Linked DNA regions of Pan troglodytes: region 1 is linked to region 2. A link is a contact called in public Hi-C data. All regions are on one chromosome and are shown on one strand. Each heading gives the region's core, a stretch centred on a gene start, on an enhancer-like site or on the middle of the called end of the contact. The rest is flanking DNA. Distances are from core to core; before and after follow the strand shown.

Region 1 (6,714 bases), core at 675-3,174, 700 kb after region 2:
CTCCCTGGGCCACTCCATCTAAAGTGGCTCCATACTAACTCCTCTGTGTAAGTCCCCTTTATCCACACTGTCCCCAGAGCCATTATCTACCCTTCTGTGGGCCCTGAAAGGATGACCCAACCTATGGACTCCACTGCAGGGGCTCCCTTGCCTCCTAGCTGTCCTTTGAGTTCTGCCAATGAAATCAGAAGCCTGAGAATTTCTTCCCTGCCTGTACCCTGCCTTAGCATCTCAACTCCACACCTTCAAGTCTACAGCTCCTGGCAGGCAGCTCCTCCCCTAGGTTTCCAGCCACGTGACTTCCTCCCCCAGCTCCAGCTTCCAGCTGTTGCTCATGGCTGCAGGCCTGGACATCCCTTGTTAGTTCCCTCAGGACTGCCGCAATTCACCAGCTCTTCAACAAAACCCCCACAGTGTTAGGACCTGACCACTCTGACCAAGCCCCCTCCCCTTGCTCTCTATCCCTGTTTCAGTCTCTTCGTCGCATTTATCACTATCCGAAATGATCTTGCTCACTTGCCTTTTTCCTATTGTCTATCTCCCCCTCAACCACTGGATCCTAAGCTCCATGAAAGCAAGGAGCTTGAAATGTTCCCTGCTTTATCCTCTGGGCCTAAACCAGTGGCTGGAACACAGTAAGCACTCAATAGACAGCAAAGCCTGAATGAACCAATGCTACATTGTCTCTGCTCAAAATATCACCGTATCAGTAAGACCTTCCCTGATCATCTTATGGAAAATAGCAATCTCCCTTCCACTCCCAGATCTCCACTCCCTCCTCCTGCCCTCCAAGTCTTACTTTTTCCTATAGCATCATTACTTTCTGATACATTTGATATTTCTTTATTGCTTGTTTCCCTTCCAAAAAATGTCAACCCTGGAGGCAGAAATGCTATTTTATCTACTGATGCAGCCTCAGAGCCTAGGACAGTACCTATCCCGTAGCGAAGTCTCAATAAATATTTGTTAAAATGAATAGCTAGCGAAGTGGGCAAACTTTCATACAACACAATTTCAGGATTGTATCCAACACTGGAAAAAATTGTCTCCAACACTGCAAGTAAGTGCCGTCTTACGTGACTTGACCTTGTTCTAGCAGAAAGACAGCCTAGAACTCCTAAGGAAAAGGTTTGAAATGCTGGCTAGCGCTTAGTTTATATGGAGAGGAAAAGGTTTTAGAGTAAGATCAATCAGTAAGACCCTGAGTTCCTGACAATTGCTGCTCTAGAAAGCATGCCTGGAAGCTTACCTAAGCACACGGCCATTGTAATTCCTTTCAGAAAGTAAGTGAACATATAAATTATAAATAAATGACACTTACGCACACCATTCTGTTTCACAGTGGTGTTGTATTGGCAGCAGCCTTCAACTATAGTTCACTGACAGCATTTGTGGACCCACAGCCAAGCGCTGAAAGCACTGCTTTTTTTGACAGCTGCTCTCCTAATGGGGCATCTCTCAAAGACCGGTTTCATTCTGTGACGCCCACGTTGTCCACATTTTATTCTGCACAATAACTGCAGATTTGAAATAAATTCCTCCTCCCCACCACCATTATTGATTACTCATACCTGCCCCTCACCCTCCAAAGTGTCTAAATTGTGTGGATTTTGCGGGGGTGGGGGGAGGCGGGGGAAGGAGTCGACTCCCCATGTACTGGGTGTCCCCGATGGCGGCAAGCCACACCTTCACGCAAGGGGGCAAGGTTCTTGACTAAATATCCTAAAGGTCTGAAAGATGGTCCCCTTCCCCCCAACACAATTCCACCAAAACTGGCCAGCCGCTGGCTAATGAGCAACCACGGATCCTCACCCAAACATTGGCTTTTCTTCCAATAGTGCAGATTGGGAATGCAGGGACGTCGTCCTATTTATGAACACTGAGTCACGTCGCCGCTCAACGTCTGTTTCCTCCTCCCTAGGAATGAGGTGACCCCCTCCTCCAGCGAGTAAATGCGGGGCGATGGCGAGAGCGCAGGGGGCGGCGGCGCTGCCCCGCCTTGGGGAGCGAATTCACCCCCCTAGTCGCACCAGCCTGGGCGCACACGGGGGCCGGGGCGAGCCTGTGGGACTCTGCAGTGAGCTCCGCGCGCCCCGGGGGTGCTAGGGGACCGGGACCCTCGGGGCGCCGTCCCCACGCCCCAGCCCTGACGGGTCCGCGGCCGAGCAGCCCGGGGGGCGTCGCTGCCTCCCCGCCCCGCGCGCGGCCGGGACTGGGCGCTGCGACCCACGCCGCCTCCTCGGGCAACAAGTGTCCGCCCTCCGCCCCGACGGCCCGCCCGGCGCGGCCCTCACCCGGCACAGGCCGTCCACGAACACGCGCGGGTCCAGGTGACAGGCGATGGTGGCGCTGGGCAGGTCCTGCAGGTCCACCTCCTCCATCTCGCAGTCAATGAAGCTCCAGTCGCCGTCGCCCTCGTCCGCCTCGGCCGCCCCCGAGAGGGGCGCGAAGGGCCGCAGCGTCACCCCGGGCCGCGCTCGCGCCTCGGCCGCCTCCGCCGCCTCCGCCGCGGCCCCGAGCCGGGGACCGGCCACGCCGTCCTCCATCCCCGCGCCCGCGCGCCCCTGTGCGCCCCAGCGGGCTGCGCCGGGCTTGCGCGCCGGAGCCTCACGCGCTCCCGTCCGCGCCCGGCCGGCGGCTCCGCCGTTAACCCCCTCGGGATCGCGCGGCGGCAGGCGGCGGGCTGTCAGCAGTCTCCCAGCGACACGGCCTCCCAGCGCCAGCCCCGCCTGTCACCGTTCCGCGCGGGAGGGGCAGAAACCCGGCGCGGCGCCCGCCCCCGCCCCAGCCCCTAGGGCCGGCCACCGGCGGATCCAACGGTGGCCCCTTTAAGGCCGGCGCCGGTTGGGTTATTGTACCCCGCCCTTCCAGGAGACGGGGCCAATAAAGGAACGGAATTCTCTTCACGTGACCTTCCTTCTGCCGCCCGAAGCCCGAAGCCTCAGGGCGGCCATGTTGGTTAGGGGCAAAGTCCTCGTCCCCAGTTCCGCTTTTCTGACAGCTGGTGGCAGCTGAAGGACGCCGGGCAGAGTCCTCGGCTCTTGGGCCCTTGGGGTGATAACTGGGGAGGCAACGTTTTTGTGGTTCCCATGCGGGGACGTTTTGAAGCACAGGGGCCCACTTTTGGGAATTTAAGCGAGACATAGTCTCCCTGTGGCTCTGTGGCCCCTGGCAAGTGGTTAGATGCTTACCGTATATTATCAGATATAGTCGCAATAAGACTGAACTAGACCATGATAACAATGCCTTACTTTTCTATTTCAGCGTATTAGTCACTATACCATTGTGAAAATTTATGTAATTAGAAGTAATTTTTCTGAATTACCACTATTTGCTATGTACAATAGGACATAACGAAAGAATTAAGAGATCACCCCTTTCCTTTGGGGAATAGCGGAAAAATAAGAGGACCTCAAGTGAGCAGACATGTCTCTTCCTGAAAAATAGAATTCTTTTTTGGACAGTATGATACAGTGAGAACTTGGGTCTGAATTTCAGCTTTGCTTTTTAACTACTTGTACAAATAAGCTGAATCTTAGTTTCCTCATCTGAAAAAAATGAGGACATATTACTAAGAATTCGGTCAGTGCTTAATAAATGGTAGCTGTTTATGCACTGGGTTCTTTGGAGGTTGTGAAATTACAGTTATATTTTTTCTTAGAGTAGGCTTACTCTCTAGTTAGGAAGTGTTAGTAATTATAACAAAAAGTATATCCAACAGCTGAGATTTATTCAGAACTTGCCATGTGCACGGTTCTATGATTACTATTATCATAGTCTTAGGACAGTTTGTGTCCTCAGGGAGTTGAACCCAAGAGGAATAATAATACCCATCTAGAGATAACTCATAAAATAGAATATGATATGAGGATGTGAAGAAATTGGAACCGTCATACTGTGAAAGGGAAATCTTGGGCCCCCAAAATCACTAAGGAAAACTAAAGCTGGAAGTTGCTTAGAGCCAACCTGCCTCCCATTCCATTCAAAGTCACCCCTCTGCTCACCGAGACAGATGCATTTCACCGAGACAGATTTGCCTCCTTTATAAAGACTAATCAGAAACTCAAAGAGTGTAACCATTTGTCTATCACCTATCTGTGACCTGGAAGCTCCCTCCTGCCTCCTGCCTTTGCAGTAGTCTTCCTGCCTTTGCTTCAAGTTGTCCTGCCTCTCCAGACCAAACCAATGTACTGCTTACATACATTCATTGATGTCTCATGTCTCCCTAACATGTATAAAACCAAGCTGTGCCTTGATCACCTTGGGTACATGTCCTCAGGACTTCCTGAGGCCTGTCATGGGCATGCCCTCAACCTTGGCAAAATAAACTTTCTAAATTAATTGAGACCTGTCTCAAATTTTCAGGGTTCACAATATATTGCTGATGGGCATGTAAAATGGCGCAGCCACTTTGGAAAACAATTTGGCAAGTCCTCAAAAAGTTCTATGTAGAGTGACCATATGACCCAGCAATTCCTCTCCTAGGTATATACTTAAAAGAAATGAAAACGGCCGGGAGCCATGGCTCACGCCTGTAATCCCAACAATTTGGGAGGCCAAGGCGGGCAGATCACCTGAGGTTGGGAGTTCCAGACCAGCCTGACCAACATGGAGAAACCCCATCTCTACTAAAAATACAAAATTAGCTGGGCGTGGTGGCACATGCTTGTAATCCCAGCTACTCGGGAGGCTGAGGCAAGAGAATCTTTTGAACCCCGGAGGCAGAGGTTGCAGTGAGCTGAGATCGCGCCACTGCACTCCAGCTTGGACAACAAAAGCAAAAACTCAGTCTAAAAAAAAAAAAAAAGAAAGAAAGAAGTGAAAACATATGCCCACACAATAATCTGTACACAAAAGCTCATAGCATCATTATTCAAAATAGCCAAAGAGTGGAAACAGCCCAAATGTTCACCAGTTGAAGAATGGACAAACCAGGAGTATATCCATACAATGGAATATTTTCCAGCCCTAAAAAGGAATGAAATGCTGATAACATGCCACAACATGGAGGAATCTTGAAAACATTATGCTAAGTGGAAGAAGGCAGTCACAAAAGGCCACATGTTATTCCATTTATATGAAATGTTCAGAATAGGCAAATCCACAGAGAGAGAAGGTAGTTTAGTGGGTGCCAGTGTTTCTGAAAGGGGAAAATGGGGAATGACTTGTATAAGGGTAGAAGGGTTCTTTTGGGAGTGAGGAAAATGTTCCAAAATCAATTGTGGTGATGTTTGCACAACTTTTTGAATATACTAAAAATCACTGAATTGTACCTTAAAGGGTGAATTTCATGACATGCAAATTATATTTCAGTAAGGCTAGTATTTTAAAAGACCACAAGACGTTGGATGAAATGCAGCAGAATGGATGACACTGCAGAGCCGAAAGGTCTCGGTAAACTCGGCCAGGCATTGTGAAAAGGGTAACAAAAGGATGAGGCACTGGTTTTGGAAAAACAACACCCGGTCAACCTGTTGCTGGGTGGGTCCATGTTTTCATCCTTAGGACAGTATGCTCTTTCATTGCTGGCTTGCCATAAGCCACTTACAGCATGCAGAGTGGGCCTGTTGGACAAAGTGTTCAACGGGAAGGAAAGCACCAACAAAACAGAAAGCCAAAATGCAAGCAGAGCAAACCCTTGCAGCTGGCTCTCTGATGTGTTAAGACGGGAGCGAGCAGGAACAACCTCAGGTGAGTGGTGAGGACAGTTACCTGTAACTGACTTCAGAATGCAGCTGGTCATTACTCAGATACAGACCACACCAAACATTTCCCTCCACATCTGTGGATCCCCACCTCTCTCCTCTCCTTCCCCATCTGCACTTCCCCAGGACGCTAAGTGAAGAGGGTGACTTTTCTTAGTTCTCCGACCAGATCAATTACTTGTCTGTATAACTCCGACAATAATAATACTAGTCTCTTCTGTGTAGCTCTTAAATCGTTAATGGGTGTACACATAAACTAGCCCACATCATCTTAACAAACTGGTGTTATTACTGCAGATTCTTAGAACTGAGGTTCAAAGAGATAGATGAACTTCGCACAAGAAAATAAGCAGAGAGCCCAGTGCGGTGGCTCATGCCTGTAATCCCAGCACTTTGGGAGGCCGAGGCAGGTGGATCACCTGAGGTCAGGAGTTTGAGACCAGCCTGGCCAACATGGCGAAACCCCATCTCTAGTAAAAATACAAAACTTAGCTGGGCATGGTGGCGCATGCCTGTAATCGCAGCTACTCAGGAGGCTGAGACAGGGGAATCGCTTGAACCTGGGAGGTGGAGGTTGCAGTGAGCCAATACCGAGCCAGTGCACTCCAGCCTGGGCGACAGAGCGAGACACCGTCTCAAAAATAAATAAATAAAATAAAAATAAACTATAGCCTCTCCCAAGGAAGAGAAAAAAGCGAATCTATGAGCTGTCATTTCTGCACAGGCAGAAATGAAATAAAACATGCTCTTTCCACACAATTGCAGACATCTCCAAGGGTGAAATCAACTATACCTAGGGGTAATCTCTTAAGATGCTGTGTTGCCATAAAATGTGTACAAATTCCTCACTAGTTCTTTGGAAATTGTTAGCTGGGCCTCTTTTACCAGCTGTGGCAACAGCACGTAAGATCCATCTCTGCTTCCCCCTTTGGCTTCTAAGTAGAGAGCCTTCCTTTTTCATTGGCTCAAAGGAGCTGATTTGATCCAGCTTTTCAGAAGGGGAAGGAAC
Region 2 (6,584 bases), core at 3,942-6,441:
GCTGGTCTTGAACTCCTGACCTCAGGTGATCTGCCCACCTTGGCCTCCCAAAGTGCTGGGATTACAGGCATGAGCTACCATGCCTGGCCTAAAAATGGTAGTTTGGACCTACTCTGTTTCTGACTTGGCTGGTTCACCTCTCCTTAGGCAACCTTGTGGTCCCCTGCTCCTGGGAGGTCACCATATTGATGCTTAATTTAGCGTGGACACCTGACCGGCATGGTGCACTACAGCTGAGAGCTCCTGGACTAAAGCAATCCTTCTACCTCAGCCTCCCAAGTAGTTGGGACTACAGGTGCACACCACCATGCCCAGTCATTTTTTTTTTTCATATTTAGGAAAATTTCCGAATAGATTTCCAGAATTTACACAACTTGGTGAGAGAATATGAGTACTCTAAGAGCCTCTGATGCATGAGGTCAAGCTGCTTTTCAAAATTTTAACCAATTTATACTTTCCGTAGCAGCACATGAAAACCCTTGTTTCACTCTACTCTGCAAACTTTCAGAGACTATTTTCAAATAAGCCTAATGAAAAGTATTCAACACATTATTTAACACAATTTATTGAGCAGCTATTACATGTAGCCAGCTGTTCTATTCACTGAGGCTACAACAGGATACAAGATACAGTGCCTACCTTTATAAACTTTATATTCTATGAGAAATTAAACTGCAAAACCTGTGTTTTCTGAAGTGTGGGTGTTAACAGATGTAATACAAATAAAAAGTTCTAGGGTCAACTATACTTGGGAAACTCTAGACTCTGAATATAATTCAGATGGTTTCTGCTTTTTTTTTTTTTTTTTTTGCCATTTTATTTTATTTATTTGCTTATTTTTTGAGATAGGGCCTCACTCTGTTGCCCAGGCTAAAGTGCAGTGGCACAGTCATGGCTGAGTACAGCCTCAGCCTCCCAGGCTCAAGCAATCCTCCCACCTCAGCCTCCTGAGTAGCTGGGACTACATGTGCACACAGCCACGCCCAGCTAATTTTGTATTTTGTAGACACAGGTTTTTGCCATATTGCCCAAGGTGGTCTTGAACTCCTGAGCTCAAGCGATCCTCCTGCCTCGGCCTCCCAAAGTGCTGGGATTATAGGTGTGAGCCACCTTGCTTGGCACCACCAACCCCCACTTTTTTTTTTTTTTTTTTTTTGCCATTTTAAACAATTCTGAATCTTCTAAGCATCTTTTTTTATATCTAGAAAACTTTTGAAATAGATTTCCAAAACTGACACAACTTGGTGAGAGAAAATTGAAAAGCTGCATGGAAAATTAATTATAAGGAGAAAAAAGGAAAAAAAATTAATTATAAGTAAACTGTAAGGTTGCACAGCAGCAGAGAAATGCCCTCTGTTTATTTTGTATTTACCCAAGGATGATCTCAAACTCCTGGCTTCAAGATCCACCCACCTCGGCCTCTCAAAGTGCTGAGATTACAGGTGTGAGCCGCCGCGCTTGGTGCCCTGCCCCCAACTTTTTGACATTTTAAACAATTCTGAATCTTCTAAACATATTAAGACACACTTTCTTTCATATCTAGAATAATTTCCAGCCACTTGCACATCTCCAAAATAGTGGTTTATGGTCATTTCAATTTTAGGATTTGTTAACTGGTTGTACATATATGGTTTCATTTTTATTTTGAGTTTTAGGATGACTCGAGACGTAGATGGGCTTGGTATTCCCCCATTTTATAGATGGTGAAAACGTTTTGGATCCTGCTTACGCAGCTTGTCTAGGAAATGGCAATTTGCATCTCAAACCCAGGCACCTGCACCAAGTCCCATCTCTTTCCATCTCTATGGTTGAAAGAATAAGTGAATCATTCAGGATGTGTTTCTGGAATGGGATTTTGAAGCTAGCCTGTATTTTAGTGGTGTGGGCAAAGGGAGAAACACAGAAGCCCTGAAGCCTGATAACACTGCATCCACACCTCCCTCCTGCCTGCTCTTGGATTTCTGAGTGCCTGTAGGCAAATCACTGTGATGTCAGGCCAGGGCGCCATGTGCAAACTCCCATGTGGAGGGAACTGGCAGAAACTTCCCAGCTGTGACACTGCCACACCCTCTGCTATGCAAGAACAGAGCATTTGGAAAGGAACAAAAAGTTGTATCCTATAAGGGAAGAGGGCGCTGTGGTTCACACCTGCAATCTAAGTACTTTGGGAGGCTGAGGTGGGCAGATGGGCTTGAACTCAGGAGTTCAAGACCAGCCTGGGCAACATGGTGAAACAATGTATCTACAAAAAAAAAAAAAAAAAAAAAAAAAAAAAAAGTAGCCTCCCAGCTACTTGGGAGGCTGAGGTGGGAGAATCACTTGAACCCTGAGGGGCAGAGGTTGCAGTGAGCCAAGATCGCACCACTGTGCTCCAGCCTGGGTGACAGAGTGAGACCCTGTCTCAAAAAAAAACAAAAAACAAAAAAAGAAAAAGAAGTGAAGAGACTTAGCACTCTGCAGTTATCGCGCTTTCTCTCTGTACAAACTCAAATCATTTAAAAATGAGTTATTTTAATATTTTAGTAGTTGAGGCCAATGGAGTCAAAGGTACTTGCCCAAGGCCACAGGGCAAAACTCGGACATCTAATCTCGATGTTTTTGTTTACACTGACCTTCAATTCAAAATAAATATTGCTTGTTGTTTTATTTTCTCTACAAAGAAACCATATGCAGTGGTAGAAATGAGCAGTGTGGTGGCATCAGACCCTCACTGTACATGCTCTTAAAAAAGTGACTCAAAGGCTTAAAAAGTGACTTAAAGGCTCACACCTGTAATCCCAGCACTTTGGGAGGCCGAGGCGGGCGGATCACCTGAGGTCAGGAGTTTGAGACCAGCCTCGTCAGCAGGGTGAAACCCCGTCTCTACTAAAAATACAAAAATTAGCCAGGTATGGTGGTGAATGCCTGTAATCCCAGTTACTCAGGAGGCTGAGACAGGAGAATCATTTGAACCCGCGGGGCGGAGGTTGCAGTGAGCCTAGATTGTGCCACTGCACTCCCGCCTGGGCGACAGAGTGAGACTCCACCTCAAAAAAAAAAAAGTGACTTAAAATAAATTTTTGTTTGTGTGACAGGGTCTCACTTTGTCACTCAGGCTGGAGTGCAGGGGTGAAATAATGGTTCACTACAGCCTAAACCTCCCAGGCTCAAGCAATCCTCCCACCGCAGCCTCCCTAGTTGCTGGGACTATAGGGATGCACCACCATGCCTCCAGCTAATTCTGTTATCTTTTTGTAGAGATGAGGGTCTTACTATGTTGCCCAAGCTGGTTTTGAACTCCTGGGCTTAAGCGATATTCCCCCCTCCACCTCCTAAAGTGCTGGGATTACAGGCTTGTGCCACCACACCCGGCCAAAAGTGACTTTTCCTTTAACCCAGAAAGAACGCTTCCAATCTATACTAGTCAGAAATCTGGACCAGTGTTAATGTGGAAAATGCTCACCACACTCAGCTTTAAAACGGCAAAAAACTAGAAACGCATGTCTGAACATAAGAAAATGGCTTTTTAAATGGCATATTATGTAGCCACTAAAATGAGATTTTTCAGGGTTGGATGCAGGACTATAAGCATAAGCCTATAATCTCAGTGCTTTGGAAGGTCGAGGCAGGGAGAATCACTTGAGCCCAGGAGTTCCAGATCAGCATGGGCAACATAGTGAGACCGCATCTCTACCAAAAAAAAAAAAAAAAAAAAAAAGCCAGGCATGGTGGCACATCATGCCTGTAGTTCCAGCTACTTGGGAGGCTAAGGAGGGAGGATTGCTTGAGCCCAGGAGGTCAAGGTGGCAGTGAGCTGTGATTGTGCCACTGCACTCCAGTCTGAGCAACAGAGTGAGACCCTGTCTGAAAAAAAAAAAAAAAGAGATACAGAGATTTTCAAAAAGTATTTAATGACATAAAAAGTACTTAATGACATGAGGAAAAATTACAAACCACGCTGTATTTTTCTACACAGTGAAAAATGCTCACTACACTATAGTAGTGAGCATATGTCACTACTATAATCAGAAAAAAAAGGATGACACGATCCTGTCACTTATTAATAACTATGGCCCTTAAAGGTGAGATACATCCTCTGTGGTTTCTGATAACACAGCTTCTGATATGAGAGGCAATTGCCTCAAGTTAAGGAGATCCATGAAAGACTGAGGAATTGGATCAGATTACCTCTTAAATTCCTTCCAAAGCTTAGCTTTAACGTAGACTCCTCCAACCTGGGGGAATTTTCTTTAGCTCTGCAGAATGCAGATAAGGATGGCATTTGTTCAGAGCAAAGGATAGTAATAACAATTTCCCTGTGCATTTCTTTTTTTGAGTCAGGGTCTTGCTCTGTCCCTCGGGCTGGAGTGCAGTGGCACCATCACAGTTCACTTGCAGCCTCGACCTCCCTGGCTTCAAGCCATCCTCCTGCCTCAGCCTCCAGAGGAGCTGGACTACAGACGTGAGCCACCATGTCTGGCCCCTATACATTTTGTCACACCAGAAGGACCTGAGAAATGTTTGCATTGTTCAAGTATTTATTTATCTTGGAGTGAATTCTGCTTCAATTTTGTCTTTCTGTTCTTTTCTTTTCTGAGTTCATTTTAAAAAACTGTGCATGAATCCTTTCTAGCCGACCAGAGCCACTTGTTGTCTTGGGGTGATGGGCTTTTACATGTAGCTGGTCTTTCTGTTTAAACCCAAAGGATGGGAAAGTGCCCTTGCCAGCTTTCAGCAAGGGTCTCCAGCACTTACAAAAAGGGAGCTTTAGGGGAGTCATGCCAATCTATGGAGGTCACTGGGCTGGAACTGATCAGGCTTTCAACAAAAAAAGTGTCAATAGAAATGGACAATGGGATTCCAGGTACTGAATCCATATCATTTTAAACTGTTTATCTTTAGGACTTGGTGCATCTGCTAGAGAAAAACAGCAAATAGCACATCTAAAAACAGCTTGGTGGTTTTTTGCATCTTTAGAGAAAGCTGCTTTAGGAGGGTCTGCAGTATAGACCTCCTGTATCTGCAAGGTGACAGACGGAGGACCCCAAGCCGTGGGAACTGGTCACCTACTGTGGGGCCCAGGCCTCTCCCCACTGCAGGTCAAGCCCATCTTGAAGCCACCACCTGCTTAGCGCTCAAGGTCACCGCTCTCAGCCTGGTCCAGGTGCTGAAGGATCATCTCGACACGAGGGGGCGCCATCTCCTCACATTGTGAGGAAGCCTCTGGCATCGGGATGAATTTCGTTCTAGAGCTTTCCTTCTACAAACCTCGGTGTTGTTCTCGCTCACATGCAAGAAAGAATCGGAGTATTGTGAGGTCTGCAAATGAAAGGGTCCCTTGCCAAATGCTCTAATCCAGGCTCCTGGTGTTTGCGGGCCCAGATAGCTACAGTTTGTTGTCCCCTGGCTGCAAACCTTCTAGGAGTTTCTAGCTTTAGAAACCCTAGAAACAAACCCCTTCTAATGTTTCAGTTCCACAGCCCCTGCCCACCCAGCCCCTCAGACTTCCCATAGCAACCCGGGTTGGAGTCATCTCGCCCAGGTTTTCATATCTGCTCCACGGGCTTCACAGAAAAGTGCTGCTGGCTTGGAGCAGATCCGTAACTCTGATATCAAAGTCCTTTTTCTTTTGGGGCTAGGGCAGTTCAGGGAGAAGTTATGCCACTAAATGGGTGCCTTGTTGGGGAAGACGGTAATGACAGTAGGAATGAACAAATGATAAACAGCAGAACATTCTTCTGTTCATTGATTTGAATCAAAACAGACTGTAAATTGAGATGAGGAATGAATGTATTAATAGTAAACTGGACCTGCTTGGTGCCCTTTTTTGATGTCATGAAGCACTCTGCAGTTCCAGCTGCGGCCAAGCCTTGGGGCCTGGGGGACCTGGGTCACTGGAGTCTGGTTATGATCCTGTTGTTCCTGCAGAGGCAGCGTCAGGTTCTGCAGCCCCAGGGCCTGGGTTGGAATCGCAGCCCTTCCCTTCACCAGCTGTGTGCCTTGGGCAAGTCGCCTAACCTCCTGCCTCATTTCCTTACCTGGAGAAGGGAGATAGTGATGGTATATATCATGTAAATTATGTAATGCCTGCAAAACATTTAATGCAGTGTGGGCAAGGAGTCAGCACACCACAAACTAGAGCTGTTACTCTCATCCCCAGGATGCAGTCTCCTCTAAATGCAGTATTTTGTCTTTCAATAGAGGCAAGATGAATGCAAACATGGATCATTCTTCATTACGGATTTTTTTTTTTGAGACGGAGTTTCGCTCTGTCCCCCAGGCTGGAGTGAGTGCAGAGGCATGACCTCAACTCACTGCAACCACTGCTTCCTGGGTTCGAGTGATTCTCCTGCCTCAGCCTCCAGAGTACTTGGAACTACAGATGCGCCCCACCACACCTGGCTAATCTTTTTGTATTTTTAGTAGAGATGAGGTTTCACCATGTTGGCCAGGCTGGTCTCGAACTCCTGGCCTCAAGTGATCTGCCCGCCTTGGCCTCCCAAAGTGCTGAGATTACAGGTGTGAGCTACCGCCCCCGGCCTTCCATTTTGGAATGTTAATGCTTTGTTTCATTACCTTCTTTTTTTAAATTTTTTAAAATTTTT

The links. A called contact is a pair of places that touch in the nucleus more often than the background predicts.
Region 1: a Hi-C map of stem cell-derived neural progenitor cells shows a contact between it and region 2, with 4 times the contacts expected there. The contact joins the promoter of RCAN1 here to the enhancer-like site in region 2. A contact is called at or near these places in 1 of 7 Hi-C or Micro-C datasets (stem cell-derived neural progenitor cells) and 1 of 1 datasets of contacts at active chromatin or transcription factors (stem cell-derived excitatory neurons).

Annotation. Positions count from the first base shown.
Region 1 is chr22:35,326,007-35,332,720 of NHGRI_mPanTro3-v2.0_pri, forward strand. It overlaps RCAN1 (regulator of calcineurin 1), which reads right to left and starts at 1,925. Exons shown (of 4, transcript NM_001098557.1): 1 at 1,813-1,925.
Region 2 is chr22:34,627,425-34,634,008 of NHGRI_mPanTro3-v2.0_pri, forward strand. No RefSeq gene overlaps it. Among named protein-coding and RNA genes, the nearest start is that of ATP5PO, 6.5 kb to the left of the region's middle. Within about 2 kb of position 5,192, at least 9 of the 24 cell types and tissues checked have an H3K27ac peak or open chromatin away from gene starts, as enhancers often do. A contact at or near this core is called in stem cell-derived neural progenitor cells, where this site is marked.